2 separate regions of the Zea mays genome follow, and region 2 is linked to region 1. The links are chromatin contacts, called in public Hi-C maps. All regions are on one chromosome and are shown on one strand. Each heading gives the region's core, a stretch centred on a gene start, on an enhancer-like site or on the middle of the called end of the contact. The rest is flanking DNA. Distances are from core to core; before and after follow the strand shown. Region 1 holds the start of LOC103651602 (acyl-protein thioesterase 1 homolog 1). Region 2 holds the start of LOC100382225.

Region 1 (6,116 bases), core at 3,523-6,022:
GGTAATACATATATGTTACAAACATTGCAAGGTGATGAGCTATCCATGGCATTGAATGATTGTTTTCTGAAGCAAAATCATCCTAGTGTATGATAATACGCTTAGAGAATCGATGGTTTCACATCGAGTTGGGTTTGCTTATCTTTTCCAAAAGGTAGGGGCATGTGTTGAGCACCAGATTTAACACCTAGGCACTGTTGGGAATAGTCCCACATTGTGTGGTGAGAGTGTGATAGCATGGTTTATAAGGTTGAGGGTGCAACCCCCTGATAGGCTAGCTTTTTGGGGGGAGTGTTGGCCCAAGAGACCTAAAGCCCGCTGCTATACGTACGGGCGCGTGTGTCGCGGCCCGATAGCCTGGGTGGGCGCGCCGTGTGTGCGGGCGGCCCCAACGGACATGCCGTGTGTCGGCGGTCCGGTTCCAACATTTGGTATCAGAGCCAGGTTGGCCCAGTGCATTCTCAGACAAATCTCGGCTCACAATGTGTGAGGGGGAGATTGTTGGGAATAGTCCCACATTGTGTGGTGAGAGTGTGATGATATGGTTTATAAGGTTGAGGGTGCAACCCCTGATAGGCTAGCTTTTTGGGGGGAGTGTTGGCCCAAGAGACCTAAAGCCCGCTGCTATATGTACGGGCGCGTGTGTCGCGGCCCGACAGCCTGGGTGGGCGCGTCGTGTGTGCGGGCAGCCCCAACGGACATGCTGTGTGTCGGCGGTCCGGTTCCAACAGGCACGACCATGCGGACAAGATGGTCTGCGCCGCAGACAGTTCGTAGGGATGGCTCAGACGGACCATGATTAGATTAATTAAGGCAAGAGTCCTTATCTCGTGTGTACTTATCTAGCTAATTGCACGGGAATATGTTGTGAAGCGCCTAGGAACGGACCTAGACATCCACCCATATATATACACCAAATCGATTAAATCAATATGTTAGCAGTTCTTTACATTCTTGCCCTAGGAATAGCAGTAACTTAGTCTAGATTTATCTTTTTCATCTCTAACTTTCACCTCTCCTCGACTTGACGACATTTAGAGGCGTATTGGATGGCCTGTCGATTCCAAGACAACTCTAGGATCTTTACTCTGATAGGATCCCTCCCGAGAAAACTCTATGCACGTGCGGGCAATCCGGATGTCCTGAGTGGACTATTCGCCGCCCTGTAAAGAAGAGTGAAGCTCTCTGCGTATGTCGTGGACGATCCGCGCTCACGCAGAGAGTACGTCAAGTCCTCGCTCCCTGTGAGTGGAACCAGGGTGCGCTAGCATCAACAACTAGTTTTCCTGGTGATATGTTCATAGATCCTAGTTGTTCCTGCGACAGTATATTTCATTGGAATAGCACAAAGACCGACGTCAAATGGATAGCAAACGATGAACTGATGCACATTAGGTGCCATGCCAGTATCACCAATTGCAACTTTTGAGGATCGCTCTATTTGTTGGCTCTTTGCTCACTGTAAACGCTGTAATACTATAACATCGAAGCTGCAAACTCTGATCTTGTCCCTTAATGGTTGTGGAGATATATGTTATGTTGCAAAAACTCATATGTATTTAAAAACCGAGCAATACAAATACTGCATTACAGGCATCCTCTTTAGTGGTAGTAACAGGGTACATTACCGGTAAACTAACATGGTATGTATATGTATCAGTGAGAGAAATTAAGCGCGTGGAGTTACAGCCTACCAAGCCATGACAGTCAACTCACAAATCACATAGCCTATCAAACCCTCTGCATATTGTCAATACCTCTCTCTCTCTTTCTCTATGTATGCCAACGTATTTGACTTTGAGATTAGCCACGAGATAGGCCGCTCAGAGTCCCAGCGTTGACCTCAGCCACTTGCTGACGTCGTCCATCTCTTCAGGGATAGTGTAGTGACCAAGCCTGCATAAAAAAAAAGAGCATTTTGTGACTCCTTAACCTCTGGGGGGGAGAAAAAACTGACGTCCATGAGAGATCTGGATAGCATCAGTACCCGTTGTAGGGTTTGAAGTAGGTGTACTGGAATCCCGAGCTCCGTAGAATCTCAGCTGACCTCTCGCCGTTCCTGTAGGTGACAACCTCATCGGCTGCAAATAAAAAGAAAACAAACCATGTTTTGCTTTAGATCTTTCATTCATAGCTTGCAGCAGATGAATCAACAAATCCGAACACACGCGTCGGTGGATGCTATGCTGTGTGCTGACCCATTCCATGGCTGAGCAGGATTGGCAAGCCGGAAGCTTTTCGAAGCGCGAGCTGCGAGCTCTCGATCTTGCTCCTTAGGGTCCTGATGATCTCGAACAAGAGTCAGCCGATTCAGGATGCGTTTTAAGGAGACGTATTAACATAACCATAACCATGCATATTTTGTTTTTTTTCTCTCTCTCTTCCGGATTATTTATTATACCATACCTGGAGCTAGGAAGCCAGCCACTCAAACCGACGACGACCCTGAGGTTGATCGGATAGGCGACACCGTTGGTGAATCTGCCGTGAGCGTAGCACGCGGCGGAGTGGAGCGCAGCGGCAGCGCCCATGCTGAACCCTCCTATCCCAAGGCTCACTGGCATTGCATTGCAATATTTTCTCGTCAGTCAGTCAGCGTTAACAGTTAGTTGTTCTATTGCAATCCTGTTCAGAGTTAGCTAGTACGTACGGTACGTACCATCAGATGGCTCGGAGGACAGCAGGTTCGCCACATGCGCGGCTGAAGCGTCCATGCCTTCGATGTCAGCGTGGCCGTCCAGTGAAGTCTCGTCCACATCGAACCCTGTTCTCCGTGCAGTTCCAGAGAAGAAGAAACAGAAACAGAAACAGAAACAGAAACAGAGCACGGTCTAGCTCGGTCAGGGATCGGAAAGCCAAGTTTACTGCAGGCTCTTGAGTTTGAGAGAGAAACCCACATGCAGTGCAAGGGAATCCACCGAAAGCCGCGACAGGCCGCGTTGGTGCAGTAGGGCAAATCCATTTGACCTGCACAAGGATATGAGATGTGGGTTTTGATTAGAATGATTTTTCTTACATTGGGCAGTAGGGCAAAAGTGAAAGTGTAGCATGGTTTTTTTTCTTACATTGGGCAGTGGAAGAGAATCCAGGAGCTGGGACCAGCTGCAAACGGGAAGGAAAAAGAAAAAGAAAACGATAAGGAGCTAGCATAGATTAGGCCAGTGTCTGAAGCTAGTATAGCAACAAGTGATGAACTGGTGCTGATATTCTACCTGTCGTAGCCTGTGTGTCTGAAATGACAGTTTTTTATTGGATGGATCTTATATACTACCTCCGTTTTGAAAATTTGTCGCTCACCAGTTTACTTTTGAACTAAAACACGATAAATAAAGAAGGATGGAGGGAATAGTAGCTAGCTAGCCGGCCTAACATTACCAGGCAATGGAAATAGTATTCTTACTCACTACAAATAAGCACGCCGTCTATACATATTAATATTAGTCGGTATCGATTTGAACAAGTGGAGAATTAAAGAACCACCGTGACAGAAATATTTATATATCGAGGGGGAAGTAAAGCGAAAACACCATGCCAGGCATATTCCTTTTGCTCCCGAAACCCAGAGGCGAGCGAGCGAGAGCGCAGGGCGACAAGACGCCAGGAAATTGGTAATAATAATTAATTTAGTGCCACATGAATCACAGTTTTTTTTTTAAAAAAAAAAACACTTAGCTAGGTGCTCGATGCATTCTGGTTGGCAGACAGAACCTTATTAGCTGGCCACATTTGTAGGAATATTTTAATCTGTATATACACATATATCGCCCTCCATGCATCAAAAAAAAAAAAACAAGAAGACGAATAATCAATGAGGCTTCAATTTGACGACCTTTCCAGCTAGCGCGTGGCGGAGTATTCTTTTTCGTTTCAGGAAGAAAATGTGTATGAACACTAGCTAATGTCTCGAGAAATGAACAAGGTTCCTGTCCTACGTACTCATCATCCTATGTATGGGGACATGGAACCCATGAAGTGCTTTCTTTTCGAGAAACAGTAGCGCACATCAGCTAGCGGCACTTGCCAGCCTGCCACCTTAGTCTAGTTCGAGAGCCACAAAATCCAAGGTAATTTGAGAGGCTAAAATCCACTCAAAGAGATTATTTTAGCCCCTCTAATTCTTTCTGGTTTTGGAACTTCATTCCAAACTAACTGTAAGGGCTTCCAAACTAACTATAATTGTTACTATCACCAGAGGGCAGGTAAATAACAGCAGTGATCGAGCAGCACAAATGACTACTAGACAACAAGCAGCATGCATGCATGGTTTTACATCTATATACCTGCCGCCATTGTCGCCGATGCCATGGAGCCACACAATGGTGGCCTGGTGCCTCCCCTTGGGCCTCACCACGTACGTCCGCCCGTACTCCACACGCCGCCCACCTCGCCCGCCTGCACCCACATCCATCCATGGCGCGCGCGGCCGGCCTAGGTTAGTAATAGCCAGAGAGAGAGAGGCTGAAGCTAGCTAGGATCGGAAGAGCACGCAAGAACGCGGCACACAGACCAGAAGAGCTGCCCCCATAGCTCATGCTGTCGTCGGTCTCCGCCGCCGCCGCCGGTCGCCTAGCGAGATATCAATCGAGCACCACCACCACCACCACCACTGGAACGCTAGCTGCAAGTGCGAGTACAACCTAAGACGAGCGAGGCGAGGCCCGCTCAAGTGAAAAGCTAGCTAGCTTGTGGATCGCTTGGCTTGCTGCTGCTGCTGGTGGTTGCTGCTGTTGCAAGTACGAAGTGCACAGGCCCGATTGACCTGTATTTATAGTGCGAGCTCGACAGGGACAGGGACCGCGCGAGGAACAGGCGGCACCACCACCACCAACACCCAGCCTGACACTTCATCGTCAGGCTGATGCGTGCCGGCCGTCGTGCGAAGCGAATCCGGCCGGGGGATTGCTACTCACAGTTTGTTACAGCTAAGGCCTAAGGCGGCCTACTGCATAAGGGAATGAAACTGCCTAAAGCTAGCCTCGGCCGCTAGCGCTAGGAGAGCAGGATAAAAAGGCTGGATCCTTTTTTTTTTGGGTTGAGTTGAGATGAGGAGGGAAGAAGAATCTCACGACTCACTCACCTAGTAGCAGCAGCAGTTGCATGCGCGCAGCGCCCCCTTGCTTCCTGTGCTGTGCTGTGCTGACTTCAGATTTGCAGTACCATACCGTGGCCTAGCTAGGCACCTAGCCCAATAAAAAATATATATTCTTGCAGTGAAATAAATTGATTTAGGTAGAGAAACAAAAGGAATTAGCAAGAAATATTACTTCAGTAAAATAAATTGATTTAGTCCATGAACAAAATCGACAGCAGAAATTAAAATAACTTGTCTACGCACATAAGGAAACTGTTATAGAAAATCAGGCCCCACCTTTTTCTATATATCATATGGAAGGACGACGCGTAATTCGACAGTTACGAAAGTCGTACTCCTGTTCCAGAAATAAATATGTGTTCAGAATTTCGGTGGGAAATATTGATGTAAGTAAGAAATCATATTATATATGCCCTTGTAAAGAAGTAATCATTGTATTTTAGAAAGAGAGTAGGTAGAAATGGTATTAAAAAAACTAGAGGTGCATTTATCTCGAGATAATTTTTAACATGTTTTATGCATAAAAAAACTCTAGAAGTGTGGAGGGAGTAACATGTTTTTATGCATGGTAATTTACTAATTTGTCAGCAGATAAATAGATAGTCCCATTTCCTTGGTTACATCGAGGTAGGTGCACTTATCTTGGATGGCATCGTGAAAGCCACCCTTAAAAATATACTTAGAAAATCTTAAATTTTCTGAAACGATGCACATCTATAATACATATATCTTTAGGTGTGCGTGTGTGTGTTATATAATCATAAAAGTTGACAGGGAAACGCATTTTGTAAAAGAAAACATATGAGAAAATAACAAATTTCTGTTGCACACTAGGATAAGGAATTTGTCTTCGAGTGGCTAGTGCATATATATATGCATGTGCCTCAAATTTGGTTTTTTTATGAACTTTTTTTCTAAATGGAACTTGAATATAAGGTTTTCATGGTACAAAAACGATGTTTTACACGACCATGAACATGATCTTACTGATCGATTGCAGGGAAGGCATAGCGTGAGTGCGTGT
Region 2 (5,415 bases), core at 237-2,736, 160 kb before region 1:
CCCTTCAGACTATTCTTGCACAACGACGACGAATACTTGCCTGTACAACTTGTAAGAAGTCTGAAAACAAGACATAATGTTGCTGTCAGTGTTAATAGTTGTACAGCCCCGCATCTTTCGTTTTCCTTCAACATGAGAGGTCATTAAGGATACAGACATCAGAATCGGATTAATTGACCTGCATCTCTCATTTCCCGACAGGTCTTCGGTTTCAGTTGAAGCAAAACAAACCATTGTTATGTGGTTAGAATAAACACAGCCAAGAAGATACATACTACAAAGATGCAATCAACTATTTCGTAAACTAACATATAGGAGAAATCATCCAACGGCTTGACACCATGATCTTGGCATGTACGCATGGCCCACGATGAGCTTCATAACAACCATCTATAGGAGTACAGCTTCCCCTGACAAATAGAAATTGTACTTCTGGACTCTTGCACATAAGGGGATACATGGAAGCATATCACTTCCATTTCACCCGTTATCTCTCATTTTGAGTTGAGTTGAAACGGCAATCTTTTGCCTTGACACAAAATCCCAACAGAAACCTTTCAGCTTGAGTTGATTCCACACTCTCTTCCCTTCACAGAAATTCCCAACAAAAACTATTCAGTTTTAACAATCCGTCAGGTACACTAAGCAACAGCAAGAAAGAACAGCTTTACTTTCCCTGTACTAATGGCTAAAGTTCCAACTGTGACTCTTCAACGAGAGATTTGTAAATTTAGCATCATGCCCACAATTCATAGTCACAGAACGACATAAACAGACCCAAAAATCATAGACTCACAGCAATTATAATCACACAAGGCAACGAATTCATCAGTAAATTTCCAATTGTTTCCTTACCAACTCCCCAACAACCATCTATCATCGATAATGAAAACTGACATCGCTTCTTCAAGCGTAACCATTTCCCAGGCAGTTCAAGCAGCGCTGCACCCTGATAAAAAAAGAAAAAATAATTCAGCAAGCTTCCATATCATAAATTCATAATCACAGCAACCCAGCAGCGGCAGAACGGGAAATAGAAGAGCCATGTGGGGGGTGGCTAACCGAGTCCCATCGCAGGTAGGGCAGAGGCACGGATTCACGAACACCGGGTCGTGCATCGGAGACCACTCGATGGTGGCGCTGCCCCTGCAGAGCCTGCACGAGTAGCTGCCCTTCCCCTCGCAGGCACCGCACGGCTTCGCGAACTTCCTCTGACGAGGCGTAGGCCACTACTAGAGTCAGTCGCGGGGAAGGACGGCACCAAAAACCGAAATGGTGGGCGCTGCGGAGGGTGGAGAAACGGGGCGAGCGCGCACCTGGTTGGCGTCGGAGATGGCGCGGAGGGCGCGGACGGCGACGGAAGAGGTGGCGGAGAGGAGGAGGAAACCGCCGCCGAGATACGCTGCCAGCCGCCCCACCGACTGCAACTGCCGCCGGACCCGGTCGCCGCCGCCTCGCCCTCCGCCTCCAAGCTCCATGCGCGAGCACGGCGACTGCAGCGGTGTGGTGGGGCCGCTTGTTATCTAGACGGCCCAGTGGAAATCTTTCCGATAAGGGCTGCTTTGGGAGAATCATCTCCTCATGTCCCAGATTAAAGTTTAGTTATTGTCGCATCAAACATTTTAATATCAATTAATAGTATAAAATATACACTTAATTAAATTTAATAAATTCGTCTTATTTTTTAGCCTATCTTCGCAATAAAGGCTGCTTTGGGAGAATCTATCTACTCCAATCCTGAATCTCATTCTTCTAACTAAAGTTTAGTTTATGGCACATCAAACATTGCATATTAATTAGGAGTATGAAATATAATAGACTTAATTAAGTTTAATAAATTCGTCTAATCTTTTAGTCTTTATCTGTATAATTAGTTTTATAACTAGACTATTTAATATCTATAGTTATCATTTAAATATTTTATATAACATGACCTTAAATTTAGCTTGGGTAACCAAACACCCCATACATACTCGTATTTGTTAGGAGGTTATTTTCAGTGCACGACTTCACTGTTTCTAAAAATATCACTAGAAACTGACTCATCAACGATATATTTGCACAGTTAAATTAATGTGTGTCAAATTTGATAGCAACTCAAATGATTGCACCAGAGGTTTATATAACGTTTTTGTGAACATTGTATCAATATGAATCAAAGCATTTTATGGTTTGGGGGCAAAGATGAACAGGCACCACCGCACCAGCATATAAATCCAAGTGTTTGTACAAAGCATATGCTTAAGCTCAGCGTCGATGTAACATTGTATCATGGTTTAATAAATACAATTGCAGCTCAGCTTGATAAGGTATTAAGGTATGAGCATAAAGTAAGGAAACTATTATAGACAACTTCCATTGTGCATATATTTTTAACAGGAATGAAGTTTAGAAGTATATAATGTGAAGAAAACTGAGAGAAAACAATCACATGATTAAAGAAACTAATCAACCTTGATCAGTAAAAGATGGTAGCAAAAACTTTGATCAGATAAAATATGTTTGCAACGATGCAGAGGAGCAGTTGCAAACCCTAACACCGAGGACACTCAGATCATGTATAATCCAAATTTTACGTCATTGAACTAAAAGTAACTCGCATACCTTTTTTCATAGACCATGAAAATACGGATATCATCATATATTAAAAAGTAAGTTTGTAATGTGGAGAAAATCTTGAGAGAAAACAATCATGTGATTAAGGAAACTATCCAGCCTTGGAGGAAACTATCCAGCCTTGGTCGGTAAAAGATGACAGCAAAAACTTTGATCATATCAAATATATTTGCATATACAACTAAATAAACAGTTTTGCTGTCTCGACCAATCTGTCACACTTATTTGGGATTCAGTTGCCCATCAGGAGGATCCTGTTCACAGTCGTCGAGTTCAAGGCAACTGCAATACCATGGATGAAAACAAAAACCGATGAAAATGTCATGGAAGTAGGTTGCAAACCACACACATGGCCTATGATGTAGGGAAAAGAACATGTGACGGGTTTGGGAAAACACAGGTGTAGGTGGCCGATGATGTATGAAGACATACGATAGGTTGCGAGATTGAACTCGTGCAGAACTATTTGAGGGGGCTACCGGTAGCTGCAAGGCCGCTCCAATCGATAGGCCTAAGCGGAGTCACATCCCTTACTCACATCCCTTTCTCTTACTCACATCCAACAGACGACGTTCTTTGGATCAACCTACACCCTCGCGCTCTCACCGCACGTGCCTCTTTTCCGCCTTCTTCTCTACAATGGTGCCGGGCACATTACTAGTAGATAACAATTAGTTGGTGTTCGCGTCGATCTGGGCATCAATCACTGTGAGTTGTTCCGCTTGGCGGGCTCTCTGCGGTGCCACGGATGATCCGCGACCTAGGTCCAAACGGTCCATGACCTGGTAGCAGGAGTGGGGTTCCCTGCGCCGAGCCGGACGGTCAGCGCCTGGTGGCCGTATAGTCCGCGTGTGCGCAGGGCTAGCGGCATTCGCCAACGACACATAGATCTCGCCCCCAAGTGGGACCCCATCAGGGAGGAGAGATCCTAGGTTTTGTCTTGTGATCGATAGGCCACCTAAGACACCTCTAGATGACGTAAAGTCATAGAGAGGTGAAGATTGAGATGAAGAAGACTACGTTACTGGCTACTCCTAGGGCAAGAAAGTAAAGGAATTGATAAATGGTTTGATTGGTTCGGTTGATGGTGTCCGCAATCAGTCGTACTCCTTCATATATATAGAGGGAGGTCTGGACCCGTTCCTAGGTATTTCCCAATAGAATCTATGAGTTTAGATGGATAAACAAGCGTGGAAAGGGGTTAACTACGCCTGATATGATCTAACCACGGACCGTCCGCACCTAGGGGCAGACCATCCGCGACCCGGACTGTCTGGCCGTGCCTAGTGCCACGAATGGTGCTTAAGAGCCGGTCTATTAGCTGATTCATTCTAAACCTCTCAACTAACCTTAGCTTCTAACTATTAGTTTTAAAGGTTTGGAATAGGGTCTCAACAAAAACAAAACTCAAATGAAATCCCTACTAGGAATATTTTAACAAAGATCAAACGAATCAAACCTTACCCTTTCTAACTAGGAATATTTTAAGAATTCATGTCGCTTCGACTTCTTGTATTGGCTTATCAAGAAAGGGATCTACAATACTTCATCTTCCATAGTTGGTTGTAAATAGGACCGTCTTGTGGCCCTTAGGCTTCCACGGACCATCTGTCTTCCAGCGCATACTTACAACTGCTACTTCATCTCGAAAAGCTCTTGTGAACCCTAAATCTCTCCGTTGTCGCTAGATCTAAAAACTATACTCATGGTTGCCTCACACCCACATGAATTTGAAGCCTCTATGATTGAGTCGAAAGATCTAAAGACCTTGATGGCGATGGGTTCCTCTAGGCAAAGAATATCATCCAATGGAAGATCTCTGATAAGGAATCTTCCATATCCCTAATGTGGACCAAGTTGTTGTCTTTTCTCAATTTCTGTTGCAATTTCATTAAGTTAAGTGAGAATGAGATTGAATTGAGAAGTGACAATGGAAGTGAGTTCAAGAACACAAGAATTGATGTGATGATCAAGGAATCAAGCATGAGTTTTCGTCCAATTACACTCCACAATCAGATTACCTTGTTGAGAGAAATAATAGGACACTCTTTGATATGACCAGGTCAATGGTAAGAGAGTACGATGTAAGTGATTCATTTTAGTAGAGGCAATCAACACGGCTTATAATGCATCAAATAGGCTATATTATTATCGTTTCTTGAAAAAAAATCTTTTATGAGCTTTTGATTAGAAGAAAGTCCAACAATGTATATTTTAGAGTGTTTTGTTGCAAATGTCACATTCTCAAGAAGTGATGAAGGGTTCTTACTTGGTTACTTCACCTTCAACAAAGCATAGGGTATAGAACAAGACACATGGTATAGTGGAGGAATTCATGATATTGAGTTTGATGAAACAAATGGCTCTCAAGTCAAAAATGATAATTTGAATGATGGATAGGTGCCAAGTTAGATTAAGCAATGAAATGCATGGCAATTAGTGATATAAAGCTTAGAGAGAAACAATACAATAACATGACACAGTTAGAATGGTTCTCTCATCTAGTGTGCAAAATCAAGATCAACCTACCATAAATGGTTCTCATGATAAAAAATCAAGTTCAACAAATATAAGATCAATAAATGGCTAGTTCAACATCAGAGAATCTGAAGAAGCTAATAACCCTGTTGTGTGTCCTATAACCACACTTCTAGTGCTTCTTTGCAGATACACGTCGAAACAAATATCTTTTGTGACGTTTCTATCTCCTTACACCATACTCCAACCCAACATCAAACATGCATTCGCATCTTCACTTACTAATCTTACACGTAGCTTGTGCTCCAGTTCTTTAATTCT

The links. A called contact is a pair of places that touch in the nucleus more often than the background predicts.
Region 2: a contact with region 1 is called in a Hi-C map of ear, with 5 times the contacts expected there. The contact joins the promoter of LOC100382225 here to the promoter of LOC103651602 in region 1. A contact is called at or near these places in 14 of 25 Hi-C or Micro-C datasets (bundle sheath, ear, endosperm and 4 more) and 1 of 3 datasets of contacts at active chromatin or transcription factors (leaf).

The regions. Positions count from the first base shown.
Region 1 is chr3:230,574,159-230,580,274 of Zm-B73-REFERENCE-NAM-5.0, reverse strand. LOC103651602 (acyl-protein thioesterase 1 homolog 1) reads right to left here and starts at 4,772. Exons shown (of 9, transcript XM_008677267.4): 1 at 4,508-4,772; 2 at 4,281-4,392; 3 at 3,066-3,102; 4 at 2,898-2,967; 5 at 2,660-2,764; 6 at 2,407-2,557; 7 at 2,199-2,281; 8 at 1,988-2,081; 9 at 1,535-1,896. The coding sequence starts at 4,532. The coding sequence ends at 1,824.
Region 2 is chr3:230,735,940-230,741,354 of Zm-B73-REFERENCE-NAM-5.0, reverse strand. It overlaps LOC100382225, which reads right to left and starts at 1,486. Exons shown (of 4, transcript NM_001174981.1): 1 at 1,317-1,486; 2 at 1,063-1,209; 3 at 856-949; 4 at 58-587. The coding sequence starts at 1,478. The coding sequence ends at 481. It overlaps LOC103651605 (proline-rich protein 36), which reads right to left. Exons shown (of 6, transcript XM_020550594.3): 6 at 5,122-5,415.